Regions from separate parts of the Mus musculus genome. Here region 2 is linked to region 1. Evidence: chromatin contacts called from public promoter capture Hi-C data. All regions are on one chromosome and are shown on one strand. The core of a region is the stretch at or near the end of the contact, and the rest is flanking DNA. Distances in the headings are between cores, read along the strand shown. Region 1 overlaps Heg1 (heart development protein with EGF-like domains 1). Region 2 overlaps Itgb5 (integrin beta 5).

Region 1 (4,829 bases), core at 1,490-3,989:
GGGACCTTGTGATAGCTTCCATTTTCCTTTCCTTTTAAATGGTATTGGCTAGACCACCACAAACCAGGAGATACTTGCAAGGAAACACTGTATTCATTCCTGCTGCTGGTCAAATAGAGCCAGTAACCCCCAGTTTAGAAGCATCACACTTTGAGCAGAGACCACCTGCAGGGAATGCACTGCTCCTGCCTAGAGCAGAGACCAGCTGCAGAGCATGTGCCACGCAACTGCTGGGGACCCGAAGTTACCTCGGCAAGAGTGATCCATCTTGTTGAACTGGAAGTAGCCAGACTTGCACTGACAGAGCGCGACACCATCCAGGTCGGTGCAGATGGAGGTCTCTTTGTCACATTCTGGACTCTTCCGCTTACACAAGCTGCCCGCTGGGATGTGAAAAACAAGGCAGTGAGACCAAACCAAACCTCTTCTTCACACCTTATGACGCATGAACTTGCTATTTCAATAGGCTCAGGGGAGAGTTTCCCAGAGTCTTCTTGGAACCATAGTCCTCTGAGGCCCTACACAGTCTCTACCTCTTGTTCCCTGGTCACCGCCAGTAAATAAATATTCACAAGCATTCCCTATGGAGAAACCAAACTGAGGAAGGAAAGGGCGCTGCCCAACCTACAAATGCAGCCTGGTGTATTCTGTACCTTCACGTTTAAGGACTGGGAGTAAGGGAGGTGGGGGGTGGGGCTGGAACAAACCCAGAAAATGTGACCATGTTCTTAGGAAGTCAGGAGCTTGGACCCAAACCAACCAATACAGTCAGACCAGTCTCAAGTGGAAACATGTCCGGGCTCTGTGTCCTAGGGGCCCAGGACCACTCTGTGGTAAGGCAGCTTGCTTTGCTCTCAGTGTGTTGCCTTTTGGAGGCTTATTATAGAACGAGGTTTGTATGGTAATCTGATTCCCCAGGGTTGGCAGGAAGCTGTCTGTCTGTCTGTCTGTCTGTCTGTCTGTTTGTCTCCCCACTACAGTGTTAGGAAGGTTTATTCAGCACTGGATCTGCAGCACAGAGACCAGTAGGTGAGCATGTGCTGGGGTGGGGGTGGGGGTGGGGGTGGGGGTGGGGGTGGGGAAGTCCTACTGGCCTGATCAGTCGCTACACCATCACCAGGAGAAACAGGCAGACGAGGAAAGAACCCAGTTTTAAGGCTGGTTTTGTGTTCATTTGGGGGCTTTATTCATCTCATGGTTGATAAAGAATCAGCTTATTCGTATCAAAAAGCATTCACTGCTGGGCACATAGTCCTCTGGGAGGTTTTAATACGGCCAAGATAATGAAGAGTACATTTTACCACCCAAGATACACGTCAGTGGGCGCACAGGGAGAACAGAACTATGAAACCAACATGACAGCGGCTAATAACTTATCCTCACATGGCAGATGTGTGCTTCTGCTGTTGGGGGGTCAAAAGCAAGTTGAACCCAGGAGGAGAGTGGCAGGGGGATGGGAAGAGTCTGAGCATTGTACAATGAAAATTGGGTGCTAATTTTGTAGGCATTGTCAAAGAAAAGGCCCCAGGCTCTTCAGAAGGTGCCTGTTAATTCTGCAAAATTAACCCTTGCCTGGGCAAATTCTGGTGATGGGAGCTGACACCAGGGCTTGATGGGCCCCGTGTGGAATTCCCAGCATCCATCCCTCTTGAGGGTCCCGAGAACTGAGACTGACTGTCTAGCCGGGTGAATTAGGGCACAGCTTCATTTCCCAGTGCTGAATTGAATTTCCTGCCTTTATCAGTGGAAGCTGACATGTTAAATCTGGGCTCCTTTGTTTATTGTTTTTAAAAAAAAGTTTGTATTTAAGGGGAAATGTTTAAACGGAAAAATCTCACCAGGCAAACTTTGCAAAGCTGGCACCAGGGAGGAACTCAGCTTCCGGCACCTCACATCTGACTTCTCTGAAGGCTTTGCCAGTCAATGAGACTTAGCAGAGAAAAACACCTCCAAGTATAAGGAGTATCCAGGCCATCCTAGGCTGGGAAATCCCACTCTGATTGGGTATTTTCTGGAAGTCAATGTTAAGTTCTCCTTCCATCCTGCCCACTGATCTAGGCTGCTAACGAATATTCATTGCCAAAAGCAACCAGTTCCTGCCTGCTGCCAGATTTCTGCTTGAACAGGGAGGGCAGGCCCCGCCCCTCCAATGAGGAGTGGCTTTCTCAATGAACGTGTCTCATAAAGCCACCCAAAAGGACCATGCAGAATCTCACTTAAATCGATCCTTGGTGATGTGAGTCTTCTGCATTCACCGTTCCCATGGTCTTTCCTGGGCATAACATCCGTCAAGATAGACAATGAGTACTCAGTAAGCCAAGGCTGAGGCCATGAGGGGGGATTTCCAAAGTCTCTAAATCCCAGGAGACCATGAGGACTAAAGGGCTTTGAAAGGAGGGAGATGGACATTCTCTGAACTGAGGGGACAAAGCCCTTCTCGCCAGCGGCAATGTCCAGAGCATCCTAGTGCTGCCCGGATGCTAGAAACCCAAAGGTGTGCAGCACCTGCTGGTCTAGCCTCCTCTCTAGCTCCAGAAAAATTACCAAGAGCCAGAGCTGGATCCTTTGGCAAAACCTAGAGAAGATCTGGAGGAAAAACAGATGTGAGTCCAATTTTGGCTACTAGGCATGGCTGTCTTTATGCTCAAGGGACTGGAAGGGAACACAGTGAGGATGGCCTCCTCATGGGGACAAGAGTCTTTCTATAGGCCACATGGGGGCAGTCCAAGCAAAGCAGCTGGGTGAGCGAGCACTCCTGCTAGGGCAGGCTCTTGCGCATCCACACAATCTTGCCAACTTGATCTGCAAAGCACAGATGCACAAGCTGGCAACAGAAAAGTACCTTGGTCCAATGCTGACCACGCCAAATGCAGTCTAGAAATGGTTAGCAAACTGAAGGGTGCCTACCTCACTGGGAGGAAAAATAGTACCCTGGAGCCCTGGGCATGAGAAACAAAACCATACAACCAGAGAGCCTCAAAGTATCCAGCACCCTAGAACAGGGCATGAACTTTGAACAAAAACACTCCAACTCTGTTATGTTCAGCTCATTTCCCCCCAGTTACTAAGTAGCCAGCCCCCCAGAGCCTATCTCAGGGTGAAAGCATCAGCTCCCAAGCTCTGCAGTGCAACTGTTCACTCGAGGAAAGCTCTGGACCAGCAGTTACAACATCCTGACCCACTGGGAATGGCCTAGACTAACCAGCGGATATGGCACCAAAACCTGATACCTTCAATTTATGTCTAACATCTGGATGCCAGATGGGGGAGACTTAGCCTAAGCTCTCCTTCCTTTGCCAGACCTCAACCACTGGTCCAATGAGCTAACCAGAGTACACTTTGATCACCAAGAGGGACTAGCCCACTGTGTCTAGGGGCGGTTCTCATTCCAGCAAAGTGTTCTTCTCCCAGCTATAAAACTATCCCTGAAAGACGCAAGTCTGTCTTCCAGACTTGTCCTGAGTCACCTTTCTCATTGGCCTTACCCCAACACAGGGCAAGAGCCTCCGACCAAACAAGAACAAAGGAAGGGAGAGTCCTGTCATTACGGCACTCCTGGGAGCATCCTGCCATGCTCCCTCTTAGTCATTCTATGGTTTTATGATAGAAAACAAACAAAAGATAGGTAATACTGCATGAGCATAGCTCTTTGTTTTTTCTTAGTCATCACCATATAAAGATTGTTGGATCATTGGCAACTTGACAGACTCTATATGTCACTTTCTGTCTCCCCAGGAAGCGGGAGTAACAGCTTTTGGTTCCTTCAGCTCCTGTAATATCTTCCTCTCACCCTGGCACTGTATAGAAGAAAAGAAGGAGCCAGATACCAAGGAGCTGATGCTGTAAAAGGCCATGTGTAGACAGATGTGTGCACTGAGTGTCATGAAGGCTTGTGCTTATAACTTCTAAAGACAAGCTCTGTGAAGGAGCTTTTCTGGGCCTGAGTCCCCAAACCTCCCATCTCTAAGTCTATGCCTACCTGCAAGAGCAGGTTTCCCCCCCTAGAGGACTCCCATCTTACCTCGAAAGACCCGCCTCTGAGACCCCAAGAGCTGGCAGACTTCAGCAGAGGACCTGCAGGAGTTGACATATTTCTGGATCCTGTCTGCCAGGTCAAACAGTGTCACATTGGAGGCCAGGGCAAAGGTGGTTTTCAGTGAGATGAAAACTGTACTGGGCTCCCTGTGGGCAAAGTTAGCAAGGCCTTAACTGACTTGAAATGACATGTGGGTTCCAGGTAGCTTGCAAAGTACATGTTACTGCCATTCTCCACAGAAAAAATAGGAGAGTATAAAGGCCCAGAGACCGTGGTCTTGGGTTACCCGGTGTATTGGCTGTAAAACAGAGACTGGCTTTATTTTGATCACTCATTTGGGAACAGTACCACTTCACACACACACACACACACCCCCCCCCAATTCCACAGATCAGATCATAAGCAAAAGAAATTCTGTTTCTCACCTAGACACATGGGCTGTAGTTCGGATATAACCGGGCAATGTTGAAAAACACACGTTTAGCTGAAATGAAGAACCCGGTTGTCAGACAAAATCCTTGAGCCAAGAAACAATTTCCTATTTTCAGGATAAAATAGGTAGTTTCTATCGCCACCAAGGTATCAGCAGGCAGTTTGACTCAAAGCAGTGCGGCCTTTGTATCCCCGCCCCCCTCCTAAATATCTTTCTGTTGTTCCCCAGGGCAGATAGTGGATTAGTAGGGAAATCTCAGCAGGAAATGTTCAGAGCAGCATCCTCGAAAACAAAACATCTTCAAAGGAGAAGATCCCTTCTAAGACCCAGGGTTTCAAAAACAAAAACCCAGGCAGCTGT
Region 2 (4,829 bases), core at 965-3,464, 150 kb before region 1:
CATTTAAGCTGACTTCTGCAACACAAGCAAGCCAGGTTAGACATGCAAAGAAAGGAGTTCAAAGGTCTGGGACTGTCACTCAGTGTGAGACAGCATGTTGCAGGTCCAAGGCTCAAATTCCTGTCTTCCAGATCTGAACCACCCCCCACCACCACCACACACATACACAGATACACAGATACACACACACACACACACACACACACAGATGTTTAAAAACAGGTTTAGGGAGGGATGATATGTGAGCTCGAGGCTCTGGGGATGGGGAAGGTGCCACGTACAACACTGTAACGGGAAGAGGACAGTTCCTTGTTTGCAAACATCAGGACCTCCATAGTGTAAAATGCACAGTGGGTGAAGTGTATCAGCAATGGCCCACTGTCTGGAACAAACACACCTCCCTGATGTGGGATGGCAAGATGCAGGAGGCTGGAGGAGGGGGTGGAAAGTGCTTGCTGCAATGAATTCTATTAAGAAAGAAAAGGGCCAGGCGATGGTGGTGCACACCTTTAATCCCAACACTTGGGAGGCAGAGGCAGGCAGATTTCTGAGTTCGAGGCCAGCCTGGTCTACAGAGTGAGTTCCAGGACAGCCAGGGCTACACAGAGAAACCCTGTCTCAAAAACCAAAAAAAAAAAAAAAAAAAAAAGAAAAAGAAAAAGAAAAAGAAAAAGAAACCATATGAAAGAAAGAAAGAAAGAGAGAGAGAGAGAGAGAGAGAGAAAGAAAGAAAGAAAGAAGAAAAAAAATGAAGGGAAGGAAAAGGAGTGAAGAGCAGGAAAAGCAGCCCAGGTGTGCAAGAGTCCAGCCAGGTAAGTGAAGCTACTGTGGTTGGAACACAGAGGCCCTGATGGGGCCCAGGAAAATGACACACTGGCCATTATATAAGTAAAGCCTTTAAAAAAAAAAAAAAAAGCTGGCCTTACCTTGTGACACAGGCCTTTAATCCCAGCTCCTGAGAGGCAGAGGGGTTGGGGTGGGGCGGGGGCGGGGACAGGGGAGATGGCTCAACTTGTAAAAACACTAGCTACAGAAGCCTGGCAACCTGAATTTGACCCAGAACCCAAGTAAAAAACCTGACACGGGAGTTGGGGGTTCAGGGGTTCGCATCTGTAATTTCAGTACTCCTAAGGCCAGATGGGAGGCAGAAGCAGCAGAATCACTCCTTGGCTTCTTTGAGCCTGCCTGATTTCTTATAGACCTTAGACTTGTGTCAGTTTTCCAAGCCTTGTTTCCAAAGCTTGCTGGCCAGTTAGCCTGGCGCACACAGCATAGGAACAGAGAGATAAAGAGAGAGACAGAGACAGAGACAGACAGAGATTGAGAAATCCGATACTTTAATAGTTTCCTGAAGACACCGATGCATAGTTAGAGTAAACAGAGTTGGAGTCTGGAAACCTCAGCGCTGAGGCCACACTCACTGCCCCACCCACTCCTCGTCCTACTCCGAGGTCAAGGGTGCTTCCTGTTTGGTAAAGTAGGAAAGCAACCATAGCCCCAGTCTGAACCACTCACCACACATCAACCTGTATAATTTTAGAATAAGGAATACACAACTTAAAGCCAACTTCTAGAGAGTTCTGAGGGAAACAATAACTGATAAAAGGAGGAACCATAATTGAGACCCAGAACAAGCATAAACCAGTTCAACCATAGGTTTATAAAGCAATAAAGGTAATGGCATGCACACTCCAATCCTAACCCACTTGTGGATACTACATTAGAAAAAGATGCTTGCCTAAGAGAGTGGCCCCTTAGCTGTAAACACCGTTAAATTCCTCCAACAGCAATCTGAGCAGCAGTGGAGGGCAGGGAGAGGGCAGGGGGGATGCTTGTGTGTGCATGCTCGTGTGAGCATGCATACGCATGCATACATACACACACACACACACACACACACACTACCACTAGTGAGAATACCAAAGAGAAGCAGGTATTTCCCTTATCTTCTGCAAAGATCACCTTTCTAAGAAATACAGAGCATGCCTTAGAGCTAGACCTTAAAGAAGCCATGCAATAACCCTAAGGTCCACAAGTTGATAATGAGTAGTCCAACCCAGGAATATCAGAGCCAAGGAGAACCCACGATGTGAGTCAGACCTGTCCTCGGACTAATCACCAAAAGCAAAGGTCAATGGAAGCAGAGGAGCGCATGTGCTGGATTCAAGAACTCTGGCCCTTATGAGGCCAGCCAAGTACACAGGACTCCAGAATAATTAATCCTCTGTCACACACAGTCAGCAGGACTAGGAGCCTCTGATCTGGACAAAGGGGAGCAGACCCAGTGAAGAAAGAAAGGCAATGATATCTGAAATACCACTCAAGTGATAGGGGCACACGGTCTCTGTGGACACAAAGATCTCTGTGGCCACGCGTGATCACTAATGGCAGACCACGGACGCGTGCAGTTTCATTTCTCCATTTTCTCCACTATTATGTTTGAAATGCTTCACTGCAAAAATAGCACACATTCATTATTGCTATCGGTTTTGGTTGATTTCCAGTATTTTCTTCCTTTTCTTAAAAGAATGCATCGCCAGTGTGGACGCTCTACACGGAGCTTACTGAAAACTGCCGAGCTCATGCACAGAGACCAAAAAGATGAACCAAACCGTACAGAACCCATGCTTCAGTAATGAGCTCAGAATAATTAATCTTTTACTGCTGCTATTAGGCTTTTTTGACAGTACAAACTTATTCTATCACTAATTCGATATCTGTATTGCATTCATGTATTGCCCCAAGTTGAGAACCTCTCAAAGTCAAAGTTCCCTTCTGGTTGAAATCTCTGCCCTCCCTCTGGATTCACACATCTCAGAGGAACAGGAAAAACAAAACAAACATAGGCATGCAGCCAAAGACTTCGGTGATTCTATTTCAGCTGGATTCCCCAGTAAGGCAATCTTTAAGGTTAAAATGACAAGCCAAAAAAAAAAAAAAAAAAAAAAGCTGATGCATAAACACAGAACAGCCATCTGTCTGGCAAGGACACCAGCCTATCGCACAGAGCCACACCCAACACAAGCTCAACTCTTCCCAAGTCTAGCTGACTTGATTGCTAGAGATTCCGCCATGGTGCGGCTGAGCTCAGCCTCTGATGTAACAGTGAATGGGAGCCACGTGCTTGGGTGTTCTTACCTTGCAGACAGCAGCCTGGAGGACCGCATCAAACCCCCCCTCGGGGGCATCTCGGTTCCGGGACACCCTCTGCTTCCTCACTTCCTCGTTGAAGCTGTCGACTCTGTCTGTGAGAGGCAGCAGATGCCGGAACCCGAAGGAGGGGACGCAGTTGGGGAATAACTTGTAACTAGAGAGGAAGGAGAGAAGGGTGGATTTTCCATCATCATCTGTAAGCCTTTTCAATCTCTTAAGAGATCCATTTATTTATTTTATTTATATGATTACACACTGTAGCTGTCTTCAGTCACATCAGAAGAGGACATCAGATCCCATTACAGATGGTTGTGAGCCACCATGTAAGTGCAGAGAATTCAACTCAGGACCTCTGGAAGAGCAGTCAATCTTAACCATTGAGCCATCCTTACAGCCCCTACCTTTTCAATTTTTAATTACATTATATTTTAGTGTGCATGTATGTACACAAACACGCACATGGGGACACACAGACACACACACACATGAGAGAACAACTTGCAGAGATCAGCTCTCTTCTATCATGTGGGTTCTGGGAATCAAACTCAAATGATCTTCTCACTGAACCATCTCGATGGTCCCATCTCTAAATATTAATCAACTGTCCTGGCCTTCACTAAGTACCTTGGAAAAACATCAATTAACAACTACCACCTGCTCTGGGCAAGGCCTAGTGGAGAGAACAAAACCAAATAACTCTTAAACAACCAGCCCTCCCTGTGGGCACACAGCCAGACCAGGGAAGTGTGCAGACAATGGCTCAAAGAACTGGAGGTCATGGCAGACTCTGGCTGCGGGAAGACTTGACACCAGCGTTGGAAGATGAGTGGGACCAGGTACAATCGAGGATGCAGGCCAGGGAGGGCACACGGGCACACAAGCAGGACTCTGGGTAGCCAGCTTTTCTCATCAAACTATGCTGCTGCCGTAAGACAAAGGACCCACTGGTGACTACCAGACTGTGCTGGCACAAGAAGCGATGCAGAACGGAACAGGAATTATAGACCTTCTACCCTATCAATCCTTCATTCATTTACTACAATGATAAAGCGTCCACTGGCCAGAGAAATCTACAAATTCTTCAAATGGGAAAAAGACAGGCATGCTAAAAACTTTCAGGGAAGCGGGAAGCCCTAAGGGGCCCCTTTTCCTAGAGAAAGTAGTTCCGATGATACTATCAAACTGGGGCAATGAAACAGACAAGATGCCTTAAATGGATCCTTGGGATAAAGGAATCGAGGGCAGAGTATGGCAGCCAGAGAAAAGAATGTTAACACCATGTGGAGAAAGGCGACAGAGGAAGGCCAGCAGGCCGGATGCAGTGTGCACAGGACAGATCTGCAGGATCTCTGGACTGCTAAAAAGAAAGGTCTCTCTTCAGAAAAGCAAGTATTGACAGAAAGGCCTAGGAGAAAGGCTTTAGAATGCCATTCAAACTGTGCCTGGGAAGGGAAACAGGCTTAGCAACTGCTAAAGGTCCTGCCTTCACGGCTGCCAAGACCACCCCCACCAGGACAGGCCTAGGCAGGCTCCTCTCTGCAGAGAGGCAATAGTCTCAGGACTGCACAGACCTCACAAGCTGCTGGGGACAGATCACACGCCCTCGCCCAACACACACACACACACACACACACACACACACACACACACACTCGCGAGCACGTATGCATGCATGC

The links. Capture Hi-C pulls out chosen DNA fragments and counts their contacts.
Region 2: a promoter capture Hi-C map of liver shows a contact between it and region 1. The contact joins two enhancer-like sites. A contact is called at or near these places in 1 of 484 Hi-C or Micro-C datasets (the HPC-7 cell line), 2 of 115 datasets of contacts at active chromatin or transcription factors (extraembryonic endoderm stem cells and pancreatic cancer cells) and 3 of 9 other capture datasets (adipose tissue, embryonic stem cells and liver).

The regions. Positions count from the first base shown.
Region 1 is chr16:33,737,916-33,742,744 of GRCm38.p6, reverse strand. It overlaps Heg1 (heart development protein with EGF-like domains 1), which reads right to left. Exons shown (of 15, transcript NM_175256.5): 8 at 4,462-4,520; 9 at 4,022-4,182; 10 at 249-383. Among named protein-coding and RNA genes, the nearest start is that of Muc13, 54 kb to the left of the region's middle. Within about 2 kb of position 2,739, at least 79 of the 459 cell types and tissues checked have an H3K27ac peak or open chromatin away from gene starts, as enhancers often do. A contact at or near this core is called in liver and pancreatic cancer cells, where this site is marked.
Region 2 is chr16:33,883,431-33,888,259 of GRCm38.p6, reverse strand. It overlaps Itgb5 (integrin beta 5), which reads right to left. Exons shown (of 15, transcript NM_001145884.1): 5 at 3,139-3,307. Among named protein-coding and RNA genes, the nearest start is that of Itgb5, 56 kb to the right of the region's middle. Within about 2 kb of position 2,214, at least 59 of the 459 cell types and tissues checked have an H3K27ac peak or open chromatin away from gene starts, as enhancers often do. A contact at or near this core is called in liver and pancreatic cancer cells, where this site is marked.